Linked DNA regions of Mus musculus: regions 1 and 3 are each linked to region 2. A link is a contact called in public Hi-C data. All regions are on one chromosome and are shown on one strand. Each heading gives the region's core, a stretch centred on a gene start, on an enhancer-like site or on the middle of the called end of the contact. The rest is flanking DNA. Distances are from core to core; before and after follow the strand shown. Region 1 overlaps Gm39129 (a long non-coding RNA gene). Region 2 overlaps Myo16 (myosin XVI). Region 3 has its middle 4.4 kb from the start of Gm32485.

Evidence for each region. Hi-C and Micro-C count contacts between places; a contact is called where the count stands out from the background.
Region 1: a Hi-C map of the N1E-115 cell line shows a contact between it and region 2, with 9 times the contacts expected there. The contact joins two enhancer-like sites. A contact is called at or near these places in 3 of 484 Hi-C or Micro-C datasets (the N1E-115 cell line, nephron progenitors and palatal mesenchyme) and 1 of 115 datasets of contacts at active chromatin or transcription factors (embryonic basal ganglia).
Region 3: a contact with region 2 is called in a Hi-C map of the N1E-115 cell line, with 4 times the contacts expected there. The contact joins two enhancer-like sites. A contact is called at or near these places in 8 of 484 Hi-C or Micro-C datasets (the AML12 cell line, the C2C12 cell line, LSK cells and 5 more).

What each region holds. Positions count from the first base shown.
Region 1 is chr8:10,758,801-10,763,257 of GRCm38.p6, forward strand. All of the region lies in intron 2 of Gm39129 (a long non-coding RNA gene), which reads left to right. Among named protein-coding and RNA genes, the nearest start is that of Gm32429, 14 kb to the left of the region's middle. Within about 2 kb of position 2,206, at least 126 of the 459 cell types and tissues checked have an H3K27ac peak or open chromatin away from gene starts, as enhancers often do. A contact at or near this core is called in the N1E-115 cell line, where this site is marked.
Region 2 is chr8:10,437,045-10,441,409 of GRCm38.p6, forward strand. Myo16 (myosin XVI) reads left to right here. Exons shown (of 35, transcript NM_001319151.1): 18 at 1,755-1,872; 19 at 2,589-2,660. Among named protein-coding and RNA genes, the nearest start is that of Gm51561, 9.0 kb to the left of the region's middle. Within about 2 kb of position 2,632, at least 10 of the 459 cell types and tissues checked have an H3K27ac peak or open chromatin away from gene starts, as enhancers often do. A contact at or near this core is called in the N1E-115 cell line, where this site is marked.
Region 3 is chr8:10,820,040-10,824,237 of GRCm38.p6, forward strand. No RefSeq gene overlaps it. Among named protein-coding and RNA genes, the nearest start is that of Gm32485, 4.4 kb to the left of the region's middle. Within about 2 kb of position 2,127, at least 4 of the 459 cell types and tissues checked have an H3K27ac peak or open chromatin away from gene starts, as enhancers often do. A contact at or near this core is called in the N1E-115 cell line, where this site is marked.

The DNA of each region.
Region 1 (4,457 bases), core at 956-3,455, 320 kb after region 2:
GAAAGGGCAGCCTAAGAAATAATTGCTTTGTACTTTGAGAGCAGTTGACTTCTCTATTTTCTTATGTGGAGATGTGGGCTTTACTTTGCAAGGAAAAAAATCATTTATTAGTTTGATGTTAAAGACAGAGAAATGATTAACATTTCTACAGAGCATAGATAATAGTTTCCTCTTGGAAGTAAATTATTTTATGATAGTTATGTTTCCATTGGATTAAAATGAATTCTCCTTAAATTACTCAACACCAGCTGATGTAACTTTAAATTTTTATAGGTCCAAGCTCAAAGGCAGCAACTTCTTAGCTCTATTAACAGTGATGTTTATCCATTCCAAACCCTTATCTGGAGGGATAATTTCTGAGCAACAGATGTGTCTTACAGTTTTTGCTAAGAGCCTATTGTGCGGAGACTGACACTGTGTTTGTTATCTGTTCGCCATGTCTCTCCCATTTCTAGAGACCTACCTAGATTTTATTTTCAACAGTGACCTTAGATTATGTATCAGGCATAGCATTAAGTGCTGAAGCTGACAAAACACAGACTGAAATAGACCCTTGGCCATTCTTGGCAGCCATGCACAGCTTGTGTTCAATACCAGGGGTCAAAGCCTCTGTCCTTTGCTCAACTTGACCCTGTGAGGACCAAGACAGAATGGTGACTGAGGGCAGGGACCACTTTTTCCATACACAGTCATGTCACCTCATTTCCCTGGGATGTCTTCCTTATGGACGTAAAGACTGCTGAGAGAGAGGCGAATGCTTTTCCTGAATGGCCAGTGAGCATTCTTTGCAAAACACAAAGCCTGATGCAGCACACTGGTACCCTCCTGACTCTGCTGTTACACACAGCTTCCTGCCCACTGGAGAGCTTGTTTAACCAGGGCAACATTCTGAACAGGGCCATGCACCATCTCTCGAAAGACCTATGCATATTTTTTTAAAAGTGTCTTGAAATGACAGTGAATGAAACAGGAAGCAGTTTCCCTGTACTGAGGGTCTGGCTCTGAGGAAGTTTGGTGTTAAAAATATGCACTGTTTTATACAAAGTAGCACATATCTTTAGGTCTCTGGTTAACTTCCATGAACACAGCACAGACCACGTGTCTCAAATTTGTGTCATCTTTAGACAAAGACAATTAATTGCCCTGGTCTATTAACAGAGGACCCTGACACCAACTGAAGCAATTACTGAAATTCAGGTAGACTGAAATTTGTTCTCGCTGTGTATAAGTGAACATGTGACACTCATTGTTCAAAGGCAGGTCCGTGCTGCCTTGAGCTTTGTAGTACATCACCAAAAAAGGGACCAACTTACTTTCCCCTGTGCTCTTTGCAAACCAAGATCTACACAAATTAAATGCATACAAACTCATGCTAATACCTTCAAGCAAGCAGATGTATGCAGAAAGAGCCAATAGATACGAGGACCATACAAGGAGCACTTCCTCTGGAGGGAACAACAGAGCCAGAGTCTCAACTCAGGGAGGCTGTGAAGGGTTTGTGCTTTAAAATGAGGAGCCATGTTGTTCTACAGTTTTCATGTTTGCCAAGTCCACGACTTGAAAATACACACCCTTCCCATGAGCGTTCATTCCCACGCATTGTTTTAAATGCAAGATCCAAGGCCACTGGGTTGTTGACAGCATCATTGTTTAGATTCTGAGTTTAGCGATTCTGCGTTTGAAACCTGACATCTGAAACAAATTGTGGAAAGGGAATTTCTTTGACTTGCTTGAGAAACAAATCCTGTTACAGAATTGTTGACTTTCTGTAATTGCCTTTAAAACCCCAGTGGAAGGCTGTTACACTGAGCTCATGGGTGACGTGTAGAGAAGTGCAAGACACACACATACACACATGAATACACATGCACAAGAACACAGACACACTCATACACATGCACACACAGAAGAACACACGCATGCACGCATGCACGCATACACACACACACACACACACACACACACACACACACACACACACACACACTGGCTGTGGACCTAGCTCACCCTGCTAATTACCCTGCCTGCACGGACACCGCTGTTCTCTTATTTTCTGCCTTCTCCGCCTGTGAGGCCCCTCAGCAGGGTGGTGCTTCAGGACTGTCTGGCCTGGGAGACCTTTCCGTCTGGGACAGTACCATTCTGTCTAGACGGGGAGAGCCCATCTGCTCTGCCGGGACTCTCAGTGCCAAGCGCACCTCCCTCCAGCCTCTGCCAAAAGCTTCCTTTTGAGCACTGTGAGTTGCAAGAACAGGCTGTCAAAACCATCCCTCCAGTGTGGCCTGTGCTTCCCTGCTTCCCGCCACTGGGCCTGCTCCTGGTTTGGCAGAGTCCTTTGTCCTCTTCAGCTTATGCCTTTGCCAGGGAGAGTGACAGCCAGGAGCAAAGGCTGCTCTCACCATCTCCCTAGTCATTTGTGAGAGCAAGCATAGTGCCTGCAAGGCTGGGCAGAACCCCCCTTCCGCTCTCCCCCTCCCTCCCCAGCTGTTTGCAAAGGACCGGAGGCTCCTCCTCAGAGCGGCAGAACCAGGGTTAATGCTCAAGAGAGCTGGGCAGTCCAGGGCAGCTCTCAGCTAGGCTGCTGTAAACAGAACCTCGGTCAGACTCTTAGATGTGCTGGGGCCTTTCCAAGACCCGTTAGACATCTAATAGAAACGTCATAGTCCACATGAAGCTTATTACTGCGCAGACGTGAGCCCCACAGTTCAAAGGTGCTGCTTCAATTTAATGAAGGGACTTAGTTCAGTAAAAGTTTATATGCTGCAAGTTTTCCAACTTGTCTGCTCCGTCTTTATATTATGGGTTATTCAACTCACCATAATGAAACCTTCAAAGAACTCAATCGCCCCGGGGCTGGCAGTCTTTCCAGATCAGACACCTCAGGACAAATAACTTTGGCGCTTTCTAAGCACATGGAGTGATGGGACTTTTATTCTGTTTTTCATTGCTCGGCACAAAAATCCACAGCTCCTTTTCCCAGGCCTTTAGGAAGGCCTATCAGGAAAGGGGCAGCAGCCTGCTTTCTTTGGTGAGGTCATGATTTTCCCTGTCGCAAGAAACTGTACTTCGAATGGACCGTGGAATGTGTAAAGAAACTCTGATACAATTCCTGGCAAGCAGGAAACAAACTATCACTCGATGGCATTGTCATCCTACAATGTTCAAAGAGGCCTCTTTGTTATGCCTCTTATTACTTAGGAATAAAAGGGGGTTACCTATATTCTTCTGTGGGGAACGTATAAACCCTAGGGTGCCCTTTATTCAGGCACAGTGGCGAGGTTGGCATTAGAAACCCAGCCTGGCTCCGCCCCTGTGAAGGGGCAGAGGGGAGGACAGCTTCTCAGCCTGCATCCCCACCAAGCATGCTCTGCGCAGCTCTATCAAATGGTCTGCGCTGTTACACCTTTGACCCATGGGCACTGTAGTGAAGCAATTGCTCTTCTTCTTTCACTGACTTATTAAAATATAAGTCACAATAGCAGCCATTCAATACCCATGTGACATTAATAATGCAGAGATGTGGGGACCCAGGATCCTACAGCATGTTAAGATCAACACGAAAAAATCTTAGCCTTTTTGTCCGGAGTCTATTTTCCTTGTTCCTGCCAATTTTTTTTTTTTTTTAAAATCATGTATACTAATCAGTAAAATTCTTTTATAGTTAATTGCTGTTGAGCAACAGCCACAGATAGAACGCTAAACGAGAAAGGGAAAATAATATAAAATGGAAGGAGAGAAGGGAGGTGGGAATGAAGGAGGAAAGGGAGGTAGGAGATGGAGAGGAAGGAGGGAAGAATGGAAGGATGGAGGGAGGGAAGGAGGGAAGGAGGGAGGGAGAGAAGGGGGAGGGAGGGACAGAGGGAGGGAGGGAGGGAGGGAGAGAAGGGGGAGGGAGGGAAGGAGGGAAGGAGAGAGGGAGAGAAGGAGGGAGGGAGAGAAGGAGGGAGGGAGAGAAGGAGGGAGGGAGGGACAGAGGGAGGGAAGGACAGAAGAAGGGAGGGGGAAAGGGAGGAAGGAGATGGAGAGGAAGGAAGGGAGGGAGGGAAGAAGGGAAGGAGGGAGGGAGAAACAGTAAATAGCAAAGCTGCCTTGCACTTCATTATTTCAAAGACCCTGATCTCCCTGTTGAATAAAACCCACAGTCTTCAGGACAATGGTGAGCAGATCCTTACAGAATCAGTCTTTTAACTTTGCACCTGTTGTAGGGTCTTGGAGAAAATACCAATTCAGTTGATAGTTTCCAAAAGAAAGTGTTTCACAGTGTTTCAAGCCTTCAGTGGGAGTTGGTGCTCCTGGATCCTTAGACTGCCTCATCTTCACAACCTGGTCTCCCATCCTGAGAAGCTGAGGTAAAGGATGTGTCTGAGTTCCTGAGCAAGTCAAGGAAGCTCTTCAAAGTCTGCTTAGCATTCTGGAATTCAGGGTGCGTTCTTTCAACCATGCCTTACACAGTGGGA
Region 2 (4,365 bases), core at 1,382-3,881:
CTAAAGAAATGAACTTTTTGTTTGTTTGTTTATTTGTTTGTTTGTTTGCTTTTTTGTATCTTAAAATATTAATTTGAATTTAAATAGCCATGTGGTTAGGGATTATTGCTCTGAATGGGTCTGGTCCTGAGAATTAGACATGAATGGTTAGGCCCCTGAGGATGTTCTTGGACGTCATTTCTGTTTTCCTGATGTGGTATCTCTTCTCCCTCAATATGGAAGTAATGTAGATTGGGCCAAATCCTCAGGGACAATGAGCAAGAGGTCACTGGGGACCCCAGCGAGCCCCGCAGCTCCATCCCAGATGTAGTCTGAAGTATGAGCTCCTTCTCCTTCCTTAGAAGTGTGTGTGTCATGCTTGCCCACAGTCTTGGGCAACGGGGGCTGGAGGAAGCATAAAAGACAATTGATAAATGGCTCACCCTAAGTGGATTCACTGAGACACTTTGTTCAAACAGGCCCCACACCTTTAAGAGCATGGAGTTCCACAGTGAGAGGCAGTCTGATGATGTCTTGTTCTTTTGACCCTGGTTATTCAATTTCTACATGTCTGTCTTTTTCTGGCCCTGCCCACTTGCATGCTCTGTATTAGCGCTGGCTTCCGTGATGTCTCTTTTCTTATCCTCACTCCCCAACCTGGAGTTTCTAGATCCTGTAGGGAACAGGAACACAGACAGGGGCAGGGCACCATTTTACCAAAATATCATCCACTTGGAAACGCCTTTCAAGTTCCACAATTGATCCTCAAAGGCAGGACAGGCAAAACACACCTGCTGACTGGCATAGCTGATGGAGACGGCAGTGCATTTACACAAACGGCCTGATGTCCATCCCTTCATCGTAAGCCTTTGAAGCAATGTGAAGAACAAAATCTGTTCCACTTTGGAGTGGTGGCCTTAGTCCATGACAATTCAAAGGATAGTATTTCTGGCCGATAAGGCCTTCAGAGCAAAATCTGCAAGGGCTTGTGTTTCTTAGAGCAAAACCTGCAAGGGCTTGTGGTTCTTTGAGACTACTTTGCAGAGAAGCCTCCATCTCTGCACCAACCATATCCAGTAGCAGGCAAGCTGACAAGGCAGGGGGACACCACTGCACCACTACAGACAAAAGCGGGACCCCAGAACTCCTCCTCCTTCCATGGGGAGTTTTCCTCTGATTCAGTTTCACTGCATTATATCGTGGGTTATAGTGAACACTCAAAGCTCTGTCTTCCTCACTGAATAAATCATACCCCCCCCCCCCGAGAACAGCACAGGCCCTCCTTGCCTGTGTAGAGGTGACTACCTTGCAGAGTCCAGTGGGAAATGCTGCCTTCTGTTAATTATGGAATGCTATACCTAAGAATTGCTTGAGATCAGTACCTCCAGGTGCTTACTTTATAAATGGGAAAGTGGCAATTCCCAGCTTCAGGTCCCACTCTTCCCTCAGTTCCAGGCTTCCAGACCAGGCCCTCCTCTCCTGTTCCCTGCACCCATGTGCAAGAACAGCTTGGGACAGTGGGGTGTTTCCTGCAAGTGATTGGACTACAATCACTATTTATATATATATATAATAATGATTATCCAGAACACACTGATTCATACCAGAACAGCAATTTAGGGCAACGCACATGGAGCTGAGATTTGATTTTGAGCAGTTTCTTGAATCTCCCACTGTGGGTCTGAAGAGTGGCAAGCCCAACCCCACCAGAATGCTCCCGGTTGCTTGGAGCTCCCACCTCTGAATTATTCTATCTGTTCTCTGTAAACACTTAGGAGGTGGAAAACCTATTCGTTATCCTATCGGCGATACTACACATCGGAGACATTCAGTTCACTGCACTAACAGAAGCTGACTCGGCCTTTGTCTCTGACCTCCAGCTTCTGGAACAAGGTCAGTGGAGCACCACCACCTTGATGGCAAAGTCGTTGGGGGTGCAGTTTCACAGTTTTGCCAGCAGATGGCGACACAGCACAGAATCCGGCTGGCTGCAACAATCACTAGCTGGTCTGAAGTCTTGGGGGGAGGGGAGAACCTCTTTCTTTTCTCGAAAGGGGGTGGTTGACAAACGTGCTTTCGTGGTCCCATTCTGCACAGGGGTATCATCATATACTTTAGATCATTTGATATTATTAGAATATTCTTTGCCCCAACCTGCTGTCCACACAGTATTTGGAGAGGAGTCGTTAGCTAAACATTATAAACTCACAATTACTTTCCTTTAAACACCATGTTCAAAAGCCCCTCTTGTTTGATATTGTTTTCATGGTCACATCTAGTTTTAAAAAAATATCCTCAAACCACGGGCTTCCAATAAATGGCCTATTTTCACCTGTTTCAAAGTTATTTTAATAAGGAATTTGGAAAAAAATAATCCAGCCCTATCTACAAGGGTGGTGAAGGGGAAAATATGTCCTTACTAAATCCAGACAGACACAAGATCCCACCAGTGTCTGGAGTACTAAGGCATTTCTCTAGATGAGTTTAAGCCAGAGAGTAGAAGTTGCTCTCCTTCTAACATGAAGTATGCACACAATGGACACAAATCGCAGTGTTCTTAGTGTTGAAATGCATGGTGCTTTCTTATTTACAGCTGTGTTTGATTTCAGTGGCAGGTATGTTGCAAGTGTCGACCGACGAGCTGGCATCCGCCCTAACAACTGATATTCAGTATTTTAAAGGTAAGTCCTTGTGCAACCTGACTTTTACCTTTGTACAGTCCCTGGGCTTCTTTGAAATGGGGAAATTAAACACAGCCTTGCCTGTCTCCACACGGGGGAAACTGTTTGCATGGACTGAGTGCCAGGAGAAAGCACTGAAAGGCTGCTGTATGGGAACCCTGCCATGCTCCCGGGAGATCATTCTGAGTAACTAGCCCCCTTCCTAATCAACCTGTCAGTTCAGAAAAACAAAGCCATCAATCTAAGAGGATGTATTCTCATAAAACATGGATCTTCATGGGGGAGGGGTGCGGCCTTCTCTCTGCCTTTCCCCGCTCAGAATGGGGGCTGTCATTTATTTGGTGTTTATGAGGGAATGGCATGGAGCCAAATGGTCCGAAGTTTGTCATTTCTGATCTCAAGAATGGTCAGGAGGCGGGCATAACTATTACTCTCCTCAGGGAGGAAAGTAGTCAGATTAAAAGGGGTTAATCACCAGAGATGCCAAGCCACTGGTAAAGAAGCTGTCTACCTTCACAGGGCGGCTTCAGCCCTCTGTGTATGCCTACTCCCTGTGGCACCCACTGGTGCAAGGCCGTGCTCCGTGCACAGGAGACTAGCACTCCTGCATGTGCTTCAGCTATCCACTGAAATGTCAGGATGGATGCCCTTCTTCAACCTTCCTCTTCATAGCTGTGAGGGCTGGCCTCCCCGGGCACTCTATGTCGAACTTACCAGCTGCTTCGTGGGTCTGGCTTGCAGGGATTTTGATGCTTGGCTAATGACCCCTACTGCTTAGAATCCCCCCTTCCATGCTAATCAACATACTGAGTTTTCCCATGATCCATCCAGCTGTTCCCCAGGTTCTGCTGGCTCCCCTTACCCCTCACCCTTCTCTACCAAGTAGGTTGGGTCCCTCTGACCTCTCAAAGAGCTTCCCTCCTCACAGCCCTCCATTTCCTGTCCAGCATCACAGCAGCAGCTTCTGTTGGTGTTTTCTTTCCTCTGGAAGTCGCTCACCTCCACGGGAATGAAATGGAAGTGTGCTTCTCACCTGCGCGCAACAGTCTTTCCAAGACACCACTTTTCTTAGAGAATGCTCCTCCCTATAGGACAGACTTCCAGGCCCCCTTAGCCATTCTTAGCCATGTCTCCATCTACGTCTCTGCTCCCACCTATGTCAAGTGCCTGGAGTTCTCAAGATGCTGCTGGTCTTTCTGAAGACATGTTCTTAGTCGGGGTTCTGTTGCTGTAACAAAACACCATGACCCAAAAGCAAGCCAGGGAGGAAAGGGTTAATTGTGCCTACACTTCTGAGAAGGAGGTCAGGACAGGAACTCAAGAGGGTCAGGAGACTTGAGACAGGAGCTGATACAGAGGCCATAGAGGGATGCTGCTTGCTGTCTTGCTTCGAATGGCTTGCTCAACCTGCTTTCTTAGAGAAACTAGGACCACAGCCCAGGGATGAGACCACCATGGGTTGGGTCCTCCCCGAATTGAGCATTATATGAGAAAATGCCTTACAGCTGGATCTCATGGAGGCATTTCGTCAACTGAGTCTCCTTCTTCTCCGATGACTCTAGCTTGTGTCCAGTTGACACACAAAACCAGCCAGTGCACATGTTAAATTCCGCTGGTCACTCACCATCCGGTTCCCTCAACACATCCCACCCAACCTCCTCTCACCACATTGCCCACCCTTCAGAGCTCCTCAACCACGTGAACC
Region 3 (4,198 bases), core at 877-3,376, 380 kb after region 2:
ATTTTATCACAACAGTGGAAGCATAACTAATATACCTCATTTGACTTCTGCGTTGAGGCTCCTCAAAGTTAAATCCCACTGTCTGTTGTCTGTCATAACGTACAGCTTATAAACATCTACAGTAGATGGGATTTCATTCCACCTACACACAGACAGCATCAAACCACACTTCTAAATGCTCCAGCTTAGTGTTTGCCTCCACAAATCTCCACTCTGTCTGTCCCAAAGGCACTCCACGGTCATTTCTTTCACCTCAGCTTCACCACATACTGGGCATGGTTCTTAGAGGTTCCTGTTTATGTGTTGTGTTATTTTAGCTTTCATCTCAACACAATCTAGAATCACCTCTGAAGAGAGTCACATTTAAAGAATAATCTGAATCAGATTGGCCTATGGAGGTCTATGGTGGATTGTCCTCATGGGTTAATTGACCCTGCCCATGTTGGAAGGCATCATTCCCTAGGCTGGACCCTGCACTGTGTAAGATGATGAAGAAGGCTAGTTGAGAAGCAAGCAGACAACATGGATTATTAGTTCTTTTTCTACTCTTGACTATGGATGTGGGGCTACAAGATGTCTCAGACTCTTGCCTCCATGACTTCCTTAAAATGATAGATGAGGTGAGGATACTCACAGTGGCTCTATCTAGCTTACATTTCTTTTCTTTCCTTACATCCTGTGTTAATTTGCCTACATGGTGTTAGAGCTTTATGCCAGGAAGGCAGCACTGGCTTTTCTAGTATGCTAGTACTATTACCATGGTAGATCTTTTAGGGGGTGGAGTCTAGCAGAAGACAGTTAAGCAACTAGAGGTGTACCCTCAGAACTCTCTGGTGAGTTCCTTTGAAAGTGAGCTGTTACGAATGAGCAGCCAAGCTCCTGAATCGCTCTGGCTTCCTCTCTCCCCATGCTCCCTTGTGCATAGGCTCTTGTCTGTTTTGATAGATGCCATTGTCATTATTGTTAGATTTGTTTTCATTTTTAAATTTTTGTCTATTATTATGGAGAGGGGGGTTGTGCAAGCAATAGCATGATAGCACAAGGTTGGAGGTCAGGACAACTTATAGGGTTGGCCCTCTCCTTCCACCTTTATGTGAGTGTCTAGGATTGAGTCCAGGGCTTCAGGCTTTGTCCATCAAGTTACCTGATGAGCCATCTCTTTCATAACTATGTTTTGACTGATATCCGAAGCAGAAGTTAAAAAACCTTTGGAATGCATTCAATTTTAAGGATGTTTATCATTAATGCTTTTGGTCTTCTTGTTGATATACAATTGACTGCATTGTAATCAGAGAACGTGACCTGCTCTAATTTAATTCTTTAAAATTCACTTAGTCTTATTTTTGTGACACAGGCATGATATTTACATAAATTGTCTTTGTAGCAATGAAAATAATGGTTCTGAAATTATTGAATTTTCCTCGAATGCCTATGAATCCTGGCTTGTTAATTATATGGCTCAAATATTTTTCTCTGTACTAAATATTTCCTGTCTGATTTATCAATCTCTAACCAACTTATATGAGTAGATTCAATCTATTAATGGATTTGCCTATATCTCCATATAATTCTGTCACTTTTTAAAATGTCTTTGGCTATTTTATTACATCCATAAATATTTAGACTTTTTATAACCCTCTGGGAAATTTAAACTTAAATCAAGACATAATGGCCCTCTTCATCTGTAATTGTGGTTTTTGCCTTTTGGCTCTTTTCTCTGGTATTAATACTGCTATGCTTGGCGTCCTGTGGTTGTTCTTCGCCTGGCATCCATTTTTCAATTAATTACCTGAGCATTTCTGCATAACTAGGCTGTAGGCAAAACTCATGCACAGGACATATAATTTGATTTTTTTTTTAATTCCCATCTGGAAATCTTTTTTTATCCGGTATGTTTGTGCACTAAGATTGCTATCACATTTCAATCCTACTTTCTCCCTTTGAACTCTTGCTTTTTCTCTTTCTGCTCTCTGTATCATGTTTAGTTTTCTCTAATTTGCTTGATGTCTCCAATTAGAATGGTGAGTCTAAAGTTCAACAGACACAATGTCTTCTCAAGTACAAGGCAGCCCTGGGGCTATCAGCTCACAGGATGCCCTGCTGTGGCAATGTGTAGTACCTCATACTCTTAGTAGTAGATTAAGTCTGACATCTTGATTGTCCTGCTGCAGCCAAGGCTGGCTAGATCAGCTGCTCGCACCCCACTCCTGGATGTTTTACTTTCTTTCCTCCAAGTACCTTTGGAGAGAACATGGGGATTATGAATCCCTTCAGTTCTTGTTCTTTTGAAATGCACAGCTATTTTACTCTTGATTATGGGAGATCGTTTGCCACATATAGCAGTTTAGAGTGACATTTGTTTTGCTTGCTCCTTTAATGGCAACACTCTACTTCTTTCCATGGGTATGTTTGGCCTCGTTTATTTTAATCAGTTCTGAAATACTCTGTCAGTCTGCCTTGCTCTTCTCTCCCCTCATACTGTCTCCATTTCCTTGGCCATTTTTATTCTGCTCTTTATGGTGTCTCAAGTCTTTGAAAACAGAAATAAATCACCATCGCTTCTGCTTCCCACTTTCAGTGAGTAACTGCTTTCCCTGGTGCATCCCAGTGGTGGATGGATGCACATGTGCACATACATACTGATATTTGGCCAGATTTCACAGATTGTTCTTGTTCCTCAACATAATTGAGACTGGTCAAGCAGAGGGGATTTATACAAAATGTACCAGTCTAGCTTCTAAGAACTGCCATACACAGTGCCTTACTCGGATGATCCTGGAGCACAGGGTGGCGCCCACTGAGCCCCACCCCAACACACACCACACCAAGCTTTCCACGCCGTGTTCTTGGGAGATTGTAATGACCGCAGTTGGAAAGAAGATGTAGGAGAGGTGTCCCCTCAGCTCCCTTGCATGCAGGCAGCCTGTGTTTCTGAGGCTCCTCTTCCTTCAGACATTCTAGCTGTATTCAGAAAGTCTGAATTCCTCTGCAGATCAGCAAGCTGACCAAAAGTTCTGTCTCTTGTTCCTTTGGTGGCCATATTAATGCCACACCAATAAGACTGAATAAATCAGGGTTCCCTAGAGGAAAATAGTGGAAAGAATGAAGGTGTTGTACAATAAGTTTGCTATATTGGCTCACACAGTATGGGCCTGAGAGTTCAACAGTGCCCACGGGAATGGTGAGAGGTTTGAGAATCTGGTACCTGCTGCACTCATGAGGCCAGAAACCTTAGCAGCAGTTCCAGCCTGTCACTGTATGCCCAAAGACTGCTGGAAAGCCTCTAGGACTCAGTCCGCCCTGGAAGGACTAAGTACCTGACTTCTGATAGCAGTGAAAGGTGACAGCAATGGCGGCAGCAGCAGTGGCAGCAGCAGCAGCAGGATCTATGCACTCTCCAGCAGGCAGCAAAGGCAGACAAGCATTAGGCTTCTCTGTGGGATATGAATGTATGCATGTATATATGCATATATGTGTGTATATTGTGTATATATGCGTGCATATATGCATGTATGTATATATTATGATGTGTATGTATGCATGCATGTATGTATGTAAGTATGTTGTACCTGTATGCATGTATGTATATATGTTGTGTATGTATGCATACATGTATGTATGTATGTTGTGTATGTATGTTGTGTATGTATCCATGAATGCATGGATGCATTGCTGCCTCAGCTGTTATTGCAATCACCTTCACGGATCTTCCCACAGACATGTCTCTCTCTTAGTTGATCCCATGCCCAGTCAAGCTAAAATTCACAGTGAACCTTTACTGGAGGCCATTGGGAGCTTTGGTCTCTGCATACAGCACATTGGCTTCAGTGCCTGCCTTCACCCAGGTCTGATTTCTTACTATCTATAATTTTTCTACCCTTAAAAGTATCTTCAGTATGTGAATACGTATATACTGTATGCATATGTGTTTTATGTGCACATTTATGCTTGCGTGAACACCTGTGTATACACACTCATGATTGCATGATCACACGTGTGTGTATATGAATGGTTATCTGATCATCTGCGTGTTAACATGCATGTTGTGTGAGCATCTGTGCATGTGCATACATGCTTGTGAGATATATGCATACACACTTGTGCATTTACTACATGTGTGATCATCTATGTACATGTATGTGTGTATAAAAGTATGTATATCTATGCATGCTTGTATGAGCACATGTATGTGCACAAG